Linked DNA regions of Mus musculus: regions 1 and 2 are each linked to region 3. The links are chromatin contacts, called in public Hi-C and HiChIP or PLAC-seq maps. All regions are on one chromosome and are shown on one strand. The core of a region is the stretch at or near the end of the contact, and the rest is flanking DNA. Distances in the headings are between cores, read along the strand shown.

Region 1 (2,700 bases), core at 96-2,595, 190 kb after region 3:
GGTTGGAAGGCTGAAGCGCCACACAGGAAACCCAAGATTTCTCATTCTGTATACCACGCTGACCATTCTCAAAGGTCAAAGTTAGTAACGTTCCGCTTTATCCTTTTATTAAAAATGCTCCCATGTTAAGCTGCTTTTAGACATGGATGTCTGCCAAATTTCCATTACTAAGAAAATAACACCCAAGTCTATGAAATGCAGATCAGTACGTAGCAGGTGATAAATTAAAAGCAAGCGGTGTGGATAGAGTTTCACACAAGCCTCGGTAAGGGAAAGAGAGCCAGTGAGTGTTTTTCCATAGGAAGTGGATCAAGTGAATGAGGGTTCTTGTGGTGAATTCTTGTTCCGCTCGACTGCAACAGTTTTGTGGGAGTTGCTCCATGTTTACAGTTTCATGCAAACCTCTAGCGGGACCTGGCAGAACATTTTTGCACACAGCAGAAGAACTTTATGATTCTGGGGTAGCAGTGTGCTTTCACATCAGCAATGATCAAGTGTCTTAACACATAAAGCAGGAGATACCTATATTGTTGGAGGCGGGTTATTTTATGTGTCCTGCTAAGGACACATATCAACTCATTCACAGCGTGAATCATTTGCTTACTTTGAAACAGGGTCCCACTATGCAGTTCAGGCAGGCGTCAAACTTAGCCTTGTCCTACCTTAACCTCCCAAGTTGCTGGGGTTTCTGGGGTTCCTGGTGTGGGCCACCAGGCGAACCACACTGTTTATAGGAAGAAGACATACCAGATCTGGGTGTGACACAGGATGCTTTTCCAGAAAGCAGCAGCAGAATGAATAAGAGCTAAGACTGTAGTATCCAGAGTTGGGGTATAAGGTACATCTGTGCCCGTGTAACTTTGAAGATGAAAGCAAGATCTGGATTGCAGCCTTGACTGCCCAACCCTAGGACTCTTCTCCAGGCTGAATGCTTCATCCCTCCAAACACTTAGAGTCAAAAACCCTCTCCATCTGCACGTTCTTAACTGTCTGGCATTATTAAGTCAAATTCTAAAAGATGATTTTAGTTGGTTGCATTGTTCTCATTGGAAGATATGTATTAAGTTTGTTGTAAAAGCATCATTTATTAATCAACACACCAGAAAGGTAAGCTTTCAAATGAATCTATACTATAATATTGGGTAAAATGATCTGAAATTTATTCTGGGATATGTGTGCATTGTATGGTGTGTGTTGGGTGTGTCAGAAGCAGACATGTAAGGCAGGACAGATCCTATGTCTTTGTTAATTAGAAGCAGAACATCTGTGGTTATAGATACAGGAAAGAGGAAGTACAGCATCAGTATCTAATTGGTGCCAATCAACCCATACCTACCCAACAGCCAACAGCTCACTCAGTTAACAACAGTCAATCATAGAAGCACATCTCGGGGGAGGTCTGATAGAGTTTCTACTGTGGTCTTTACTTTTAACATTTAAGACTTCCTGAGAGACACACAAGGGGAGACATATAGGAAGCTGGTGACATAGGCTTTTTATATCACCCCTCTTTCCTCAGGTCTGTTATGTCACCAAGAAACAATTATTCTACCTTAGCCATTTCCTTGAACCCACTTTTCATGGAAGTGGGTTAAGTCCTAAGCACAAATTCTCAGGTAGACTGTCTTTTATTGGTGAGGAGAGAAACACAGAAAACAAGCTGGGAGAGAGGGAAGCCAGGAGGAAGATGGAGAGAGGGAGGAGGAGAAAGGGAGAGAGGGAGGGAGGGAGTGGGGGAGGGAGGGAGGAAGAAAGGGAGGGAGAAAGGGAGGGAGAAAGGGAGGTGGGGGGAGGGAGGGAGACAGAGAGAGAGGGAAGGAGGAAGAAATGGAGAGAGAGGGAAGGGAGGCTTGGAGTAGGGAGTATGGCGGGGAGAGAGGAGGAGGGAGGAAGGAGGAGGATGGCGGAGGGGGGAGGAGGAGGGAGGGAGGGAGGGAGGAGATACTCCCATGATGGTTCTCACATGGGTCACTCTATCAGATTAGTATGGGTAGACTATCTACAAAACCCAACATTTTACACCCTGTCCCCCCAGAATCTTCCAGCATTTGTCCATTGTGGAACACAGGGGCTGGCACTTCTGACAGCACGTACCAAGTGTTTCTCACAGATGTCCAGAGTTTAGAACAAACCCCTCAACTCTGAAAGACACAAAAGATGTCTAAGGGATGACATCTACCCTTAAGACTTTGCTGTCCATTTGGAAGAAGGTTCTGAATAGTCTGCACTGTCAAACTCCACACACTTTAAGAAACACCCAGGGGAGGCTGGGGTTGGGAGGAAAGATGTTAAAAGCAGGACTGTGGGGTTGAACTGATAGTAAATTTCCTCTCCCTCTCCCTTCTCCTCTTCCTCTCTCTCTACCTCTCCCTCTCCCTCCCCCTCCTCTTTTCCCCTCCCCTTCTCCCTCCTGCTCCTTCTGTAATGCCTGCTTTTAAGAACTGGTTGTGTGGATTTCATCTCAGGAGCTTCCCTTCCTGCCCTTCCAAATATTGACATGTCTTGAGTTCATCAGGTACAATCACATCACCTCTTTACCTAAAACCTTTCAAAGGCTCCTGAGAACTGATGGAACAGATGCCTCACTTCCGGACTCTTTGTAAGCATCCTCAAGTGGCTCAGCTTCATCTGGGCCCCTTCCTCATGGCTCTCATCTGTTCCCAACGACACTGGCCTAGACTTTTGTTGTACAAACACCAT
Region 2 (2,775 bases), core at 68-2,567, 220 kb after region 3:
CTGTAGTAGATATGGAGGATTTTACAGACTCCGTATGCCCCCTCAGTTAACAGCAACAGGATTTAGGCCTATGCCAAACATTAAAAAAAAATGGTTTAACAAGAACTCAAGTGCAACTGTATGTAAAGAGAAGAGTATTGCTGGGGATGGGGAGGTCCCTCTAACCCTTTCATAGCTGGCTCTTCACAAGATAAAAATATAACAGAAGAGAAATGCAAGAATCCAGGGAAAGACAATACTGAGCTGTGACCATACCATGAGTCTTACCACCTGTTAGGACCTAGTGCTCCCGCATTTGGCGTGAGAATTGGGCAGAGTGGGAATTTTATGTTCTAGATGGTGGCTCAAGGGAGCTGTCACAGTTAGCCATTGCCTGGTCTTCACCACCCACTGGGAAGCCAGTTTTGGAGCAATTGTGGGAGTTAACACTGCAAAGTGGCTGATGTTCTCTTGAAGAAAAGTCAGCCAGTAGGACAGAAGGCTTGTTTCTCTGACTTCTGGGTGGCTAGGGTAAGCAACTTTGTCCCTGGAAAGAATTCCTGTCCCTCTTCTATAACGAGAAAAAAATGATCTCCTGTGCTATGGAGACAGATGACTTGGACATATGTAGGCTACATGCCAGGAGGAGAAAGAAGACCCAGAATGTCACAAGGAATGGTGTGGGCTTGTCATGCACCCTGGGAGAAAACCCAGGCAGGGAGAAAGGGAAGCTGTGTTGACAGGTAGAGACTTGTTGACACCAGTTACAAGACAGCGAGGTCAGGAGTGTGGGTCAGCCTACTGAGTTCATGGGATTTACAGGTAGACACTTTGCCTTAACCACAGCCCTGCAATCAGGATGCTGTGATTTTGATTGGGGCATCTGGTATTCCTGAAACATCCCCCTCACTGCCCGATACATTAGCCTCTTAGGAACATTGCGTGTCAAACATGACAGGGCTGGAGAGATGACTCAGTGGTTAAGAGTACTGACTGCTCTTCTAGAGGACATTGGTTCAATTCCCAGTACCCACATAGCAGCTCCCAACTGTCTGTAACTCCAGTTCCAGGGAATCCAACACCCTCACACAGACATATGTGCAGGTAAAACACTAATGCACATAAAATAAATATAAAGAAAACAATTTTTTAAAAAAGCATGTATCATTGATGGTTTTGTTTAAACTTATGGACACAAACAAGTAAAAGAGTTTTTCCTGGTACAGCTCAGGCAAAGGACAGTCTCAGCAACACAAATAACTACCAAGAAATGATCCCAGGAAAGGATGACCAAGAAAGAAAAGGGGACATGGTCATGAAATATACTATATCACGAGAAATGTAAAGGAAAATGACTCATAGTTCTGGCTTCCTCAGGCAAGGAAAGCATTTCCATAGCCTGTCTTAAAGGGCCAAATACCAAGGTTCAATGACCCTAGATGTATATATTTAAGAAGGCCTCTGTAATTCATCTGAGCCAGTTGATTAGGTTGTCGGTTAGAGATGTGCTTAACACTGAGGCATCTCTACGAACTGAATACATTTCAGATATTCTTTTATTCTTGGAAGCCCTATTTGGAAAGCCCCCCAGTTGATACTGATTATGATTAGAAATAGTCTAAGCCATAGGAAAACTCAGGAATCTTAACAGGAACAAACTCTTCCCTGAGTGAATCTGCCTCTCAGCCACCCACTCAGTGGACTGGAAGGGAGAAGGGAAAAGGCTGCAGAATAAATACTAAAACAGTACCACCAATATCGAATGATTCACCCTGTGTGTTTATCTTGGGGTGGCTAAATTAAGTAGAACATTCCGGTTTTGCTCTATTCCTTTGTTCTAAGAGCATTCTTTCTCTTCTTTGAGATCAATAACAACAAAAACACCTCTAGTCTTCATTATTGAAAAGGTTCCAATGTGCTCTAGAATTCATTTCAGGGCTCTCTTTCCTTCTCATTGGGGTGCATATGGCCATCTGTAACATAAAATGTGGGAGGGTATCAAAATAAGGGCCAGGGCATAGCTAGGAAGCCTTTTTATCGTGAATGTATCAAGTCTCGTCTTACAGAGTGTACTCTGAAAGTCTGAATTAAAAATATGTTGGCTCATCAGTCATTTGAGTCTGGAAACATTTAAATAATTAAGCTACCAACCCAGGCAGCTCTACTGAGTGCTCATGACTGTGGATATGTCCCTGGCCTTCTCGTCAGAGCCAACTAAATGTGGCCCATGGGCCTGTATTTCAGCTATATGCCTGGAACTGACGTCACCTTAGCATCACACCAGGACACCTAAGGCCTGCCACCCTCATTTCTCCCTCTACCTAGTTAGCTTTTAGCACTCCACTGTCACACTTACCTTAGTTCATACATATTGTAGTGACCATCATCTAACCGATCTTCTTAATAAAGACCCTTGTTCCTTGTCCAGCTATATGTTGAGTCTAATGTGTCACACCCTGGGAAGTTTTCTAAATACGCTCTTACTATAAAGAGTCTAAAATTATCTTGCTTCAAAAACACGATTTGAAGATGTAACTGGAAAAGGTTGGCTTTAGGAAGTTGTGTTATTCATAATAAGTCATTACACAACCATCTTTCGTTTTGGAACTTCTGCCCTCCGCTGATGTGTTTATACAAAGAAGCTGTGCTAAAACAAGCTGATGAGAAGGAGAGGGTCCTGTGATGTCAGGCATCCCCACAGACCTGACTCACTCCACCGGCACCAAGACAGCAGCCAGCAATTCTGACCTGGTTAATGAGAACAAAACCGGGCCAAGTGCTTTGGAGAAAGCGGCT
Region 3 (2,821 bases), core at 221-2,720:
ACCTACTCACGGCCCCTCTAGGATTGCCAAAGCTATCCATGAGCTTGGATGTTCTGTATTTCATGACATGAGAGACGAGGGGGCAAATGGAAGACTACTGTAATATGGGGGAATCCCAAGAGAAAGCAGAGACTGAGCATACCGCCATAGCCTAAATAATACTGTGCAGATGGAGGCTGTGAACTAGTGAACTTGACTAATATTCTATAAGATCTCTTTATTTAATAATCTCAAAGATGCTTTAGCCTGTCAATCAAAATAAATACACAACATCAAACATCAGCACAGAAACTGGAAACTGAGTCACAGCTCTTTTTTTTATTTTTTTAAGAGGACCAACTTCTGAGAATGCCCGGCATGCTTAAGTTCCCTGGGTTCCATGTTCAGGACTACAAAACTACCATTCACCTAAAAACGTAGTGGCTCCAGAACAGGACCTACCTTTTGTGTAGGCAAGAGAACCCTCTGGGGTGCAGTTTCATCTGCGGCTAAAGGATCTCGCTGGCTCCGGTGGACCAGGTGAAAAGACACAGCTTTCTTCTTCTCTATAAAGGGCTTTTTCTTTCTGTGAGGCTACAAAATAATCAGGAAAGGTCAATAAAACAGAACCCCCACACAGTGGGCAACGCCACAGCCACAGGTACACTCAGTTAAGCATGTGGAGGGTGAACAGATATTTCAGATTTGTACACCTAAGCCAGACAGGACAGGAGTCCCTGTCTCCTGAAGGATCCATACTTACCTTCGCCAACAAACCCTGGCTAGGCACCTACTCTGAGACACTTGTTCAAAGGTGCTGGGGAATATGTGGGGCAGTGTGAGAAACTCTCCGCTCTTAGCAAGTAAATCAGTAAGAGGGAAAATCAAACAGGATTTTCAAATCAAAAGCAAATGCCTGAAGTCTCTCTTAATGGGTGCTCTGGGAAGGTCCCCGAAAAGTTTTATCAACAAGACAAGGAGCCTGCCACAAGAAAATATAGACAGACACTTCATCTACAAGGTAGTAAATAAGATTAGGGCACAGACAACTAAGGTTCAGATGATTTACTCCTCGATACATTCGTATTTGCTCTTCAGCTCTGGGTCTAACCAGAGTTGCTACCCAGTGGCCCAAGTGAACCCCGGAAGCAGGGGGCGGAGCTTCTGCGTCACAGGGACGGAGTTACCCAAAGCCTTCAGGACTGGAAACTCCGGGCGTTTGGCGAAAGGGAAACCTTCTTTCTCCTTCCGAAGTGCCCCGGGGGTGACGAAGGTGACTGGTGCCGGGAGAGTGACAGGACTCGGGGCACCAAGCCACGCGGCCAGTGGCCTAAGTCAGCCGCAGGGAGCGGCTCCCTCCCGGAGCACCGCGGTTTTCTCACCATGATGAGGCAGGGACACCCTCTCCGGAACCGCGGCAGCCGAACCGCCGCTCCCCGGTACCTGCCGGCAGCTCCACACGTGGGTCCACAGGGCTAGGGCAGCACGTCACACGATGGCGGGGCAAGGAGCCAATCGCCGGCGAGCCGCTAGGCTGTAGCCGGAAGTTGCGTGAGCCCGCGGTGACAGAACCTTCCCGGGGACTTCCGGGAGGTGGGGCTAGCAGGACCTTCAGTGGGCGGGGCTTTCTGGCTGGAGTTGGTGGCGGCAGGGAGTAGCCTACTTACCTGAGGGCAAGTTTCAGGTTCCAACCTGGGGCTTCAGATATTCCTTACCTGTGCTTAACTCAGAACAAACAAAACAAAAACAATCAAAAACAAACGAAAACAAGACCAAGGCTGTGCAGGTTCATGACAGGAAAGTGGTCACTTCCCTGGCTTCTTCTTCTTCTTTTTTTTTTTTTTTAATATGTTTGTTTGTTTGTTTGGTTGTTTGGTTGTTTGGTTGGTTGGTTGGTTGGTTTTTCGAGACAGGGTTTCTCTGTGTAGCCCTAGGCTGTCCTGGAACTCACTCTGTAGACCAGGCTGGCCTCAAACTCAGAAATCCGCCTGCCTCTGCCTCCCGAGATTAAAGGCGTGCTCCACCACTCCCTGGCCTTCCCTGGCTTCTTGACCTAAGGGGAATCAGTTGCCTAGCAATGTCCAACCAAGGCCTAGCTTCAATAGGCAGAGTCTAACATCTTTAGGGTTTTCGTATTACATCTTTTTGATGAACAACTCCCAACCGTACCTTTAGCACAGTCCATAAGTGTTGGTATTCTGTCTGGACTCCACCCCCACAGATACCTGGCAATTGCCAGGTATTCGCTGCCCCACGGTTACCTGGCAACAGCCAGGTAGACCTGGCCCTATAAAAGGGGCTGCTTGTCTCCCCCTCTCCCATCCTCTCTCATTTGCCTTTCTTTTGCCTCTTGCCCTCTTGCTCCCCATTCCCTCCCCCCCTTGCTCCATGTGTCATGGCCCGCCTCTACTTCACTACTCTCTCCTTCTCTCTGCCTTTCTCTGCCTCGTCTACTTTCTTAACTCCCCTCTCCATGCCCTGAATAAACTCTATACCCCCTTCTCCCAGACCCCGCCAGAACTTATCGTAATAGCTCTTTCTCTTTTTATGATCACAACACTAAGATTATTGGTTTTAGGGGCATTTGATGTAATAAAATAAATTCCGAAGCTCTGATGATTGCATATTTTTTTAAGATGAAAACTAATAAAAACCCAAGGTGGTTTTTTGTTTTTGTTTTTTGAGACAGTGTCTCATGTAGCCCAGCCTTCTGTCCAACTTGAACTACGTATCCTCCTACTTGCATCACGCTAGTGTTGGGCGTATTCGATGTGTGTGATGCTGAAGACTGAAGCCAGCCAGGGCTTCCTGCATGCTCGGAGAGCACCCTAACACGTTTTCT

Evidence for each region. Hi-C and Micro-C count contacts between places; a contact is called where the count stands out from the background. HiChIP or PLAC-seq counts read pairs in DNA pulled down with a chosen protein or histone mark.
Region 1: a Hi-C map of the HPC-7 cell line shows a contact between it and region 3, with 1.6 times the contacts expected there. The contact joins the enhancer-like site here to the promoter of Ltv1 in region 3. A contact is called at or near these places in 6 of 39 promoter capture datasets (the 3T3-L1 cell line, 3T3-L1-derived adipocytes, the HPC-7 cell line and 3 more), 2 of 484 Hi-C or Micro-C datasets (the HPC-7 cell line and uterus), 2 of 115 datasets of contacts at active chromatin or transcription factors (bone marrow-derived macrophages and craniofacial prominence) and 3 of 9 other capture datasets (adipose tissue, liver and macrophages).
Region 2: an H3K4me3 HiChIP or PLAC-seq map of bone marrow-derived macrophages shows a contact between it and region 3, with 2.6 times the contacts expected there. The contact joins the enhancer-like site here to the promoter of Ltv1 in region 3. A contact is called at or near these places in 6 of 39 promoter capture datasets (cranial neural crest, embryonic stem cells, macrophages and 3 more), 2 of 484 Hi-C or Micro-C datasets (bone marrow-derived macrophages and neural stem cells), 2 of 115 datasets of contacts at active chromatin or transcription factors (bone marrow-derived macrophages and craniofacial prominence) and 3 of 9 other capture datasets (adipose tissue, embryonic stem cells and macrophages).

Annotation. Positions count from the first base shown.
Region 1 is chr10:13,376,821-13,379,520 of GRCm38.p6, forward strand. All of the region lies in intron 1 of Phactr2 (phosphatase and actin regulator 2), which reads right to left. Among named protein-coding and RNA genes, the nearest start is that of Phactr2, 96 kb to the right of the region's middle. Within about 2 kb of position 1,346, at least 20 of the 459 cell types and tissues checked have an H3K27ac peak or open chromatin away from gene starts, as enhancers often do. A contact at or near this core is called in the HPC-7 cell line, where this site is marked.
Region 2 is chr10:13,409,579-13,412,353 of GRCm38.p6, forward strand. All of the region lies in intron 1 of Phactr2 (phosphatase and actin regulator 2), which reads right to left. Among named protein-coding and RNA genes, the nearest start is that of Phactr2, 63 kb to the right of the region's middle. Within about 2 kb of position 1,318, at least 3 of the 459 cell types and tissues checked have an H3K27ac peak or open chromatin away from gene starts, as enhancers often do. A contact at or near this core is called in bone marrow-derived macrophages, where this site is marked.
Region 3 is chr10:13,191,667-13,194,487 of GRCm38.p6, forward strand. Ltv1 (LTV1 ribosome biogenesis factor) reads right to left here and starts at 1,471. Exons shown (of 11, transcript NM_181470.4): 1 at 1,362-1,471; 2 at 442-573. The coding sequence starts at 1,364.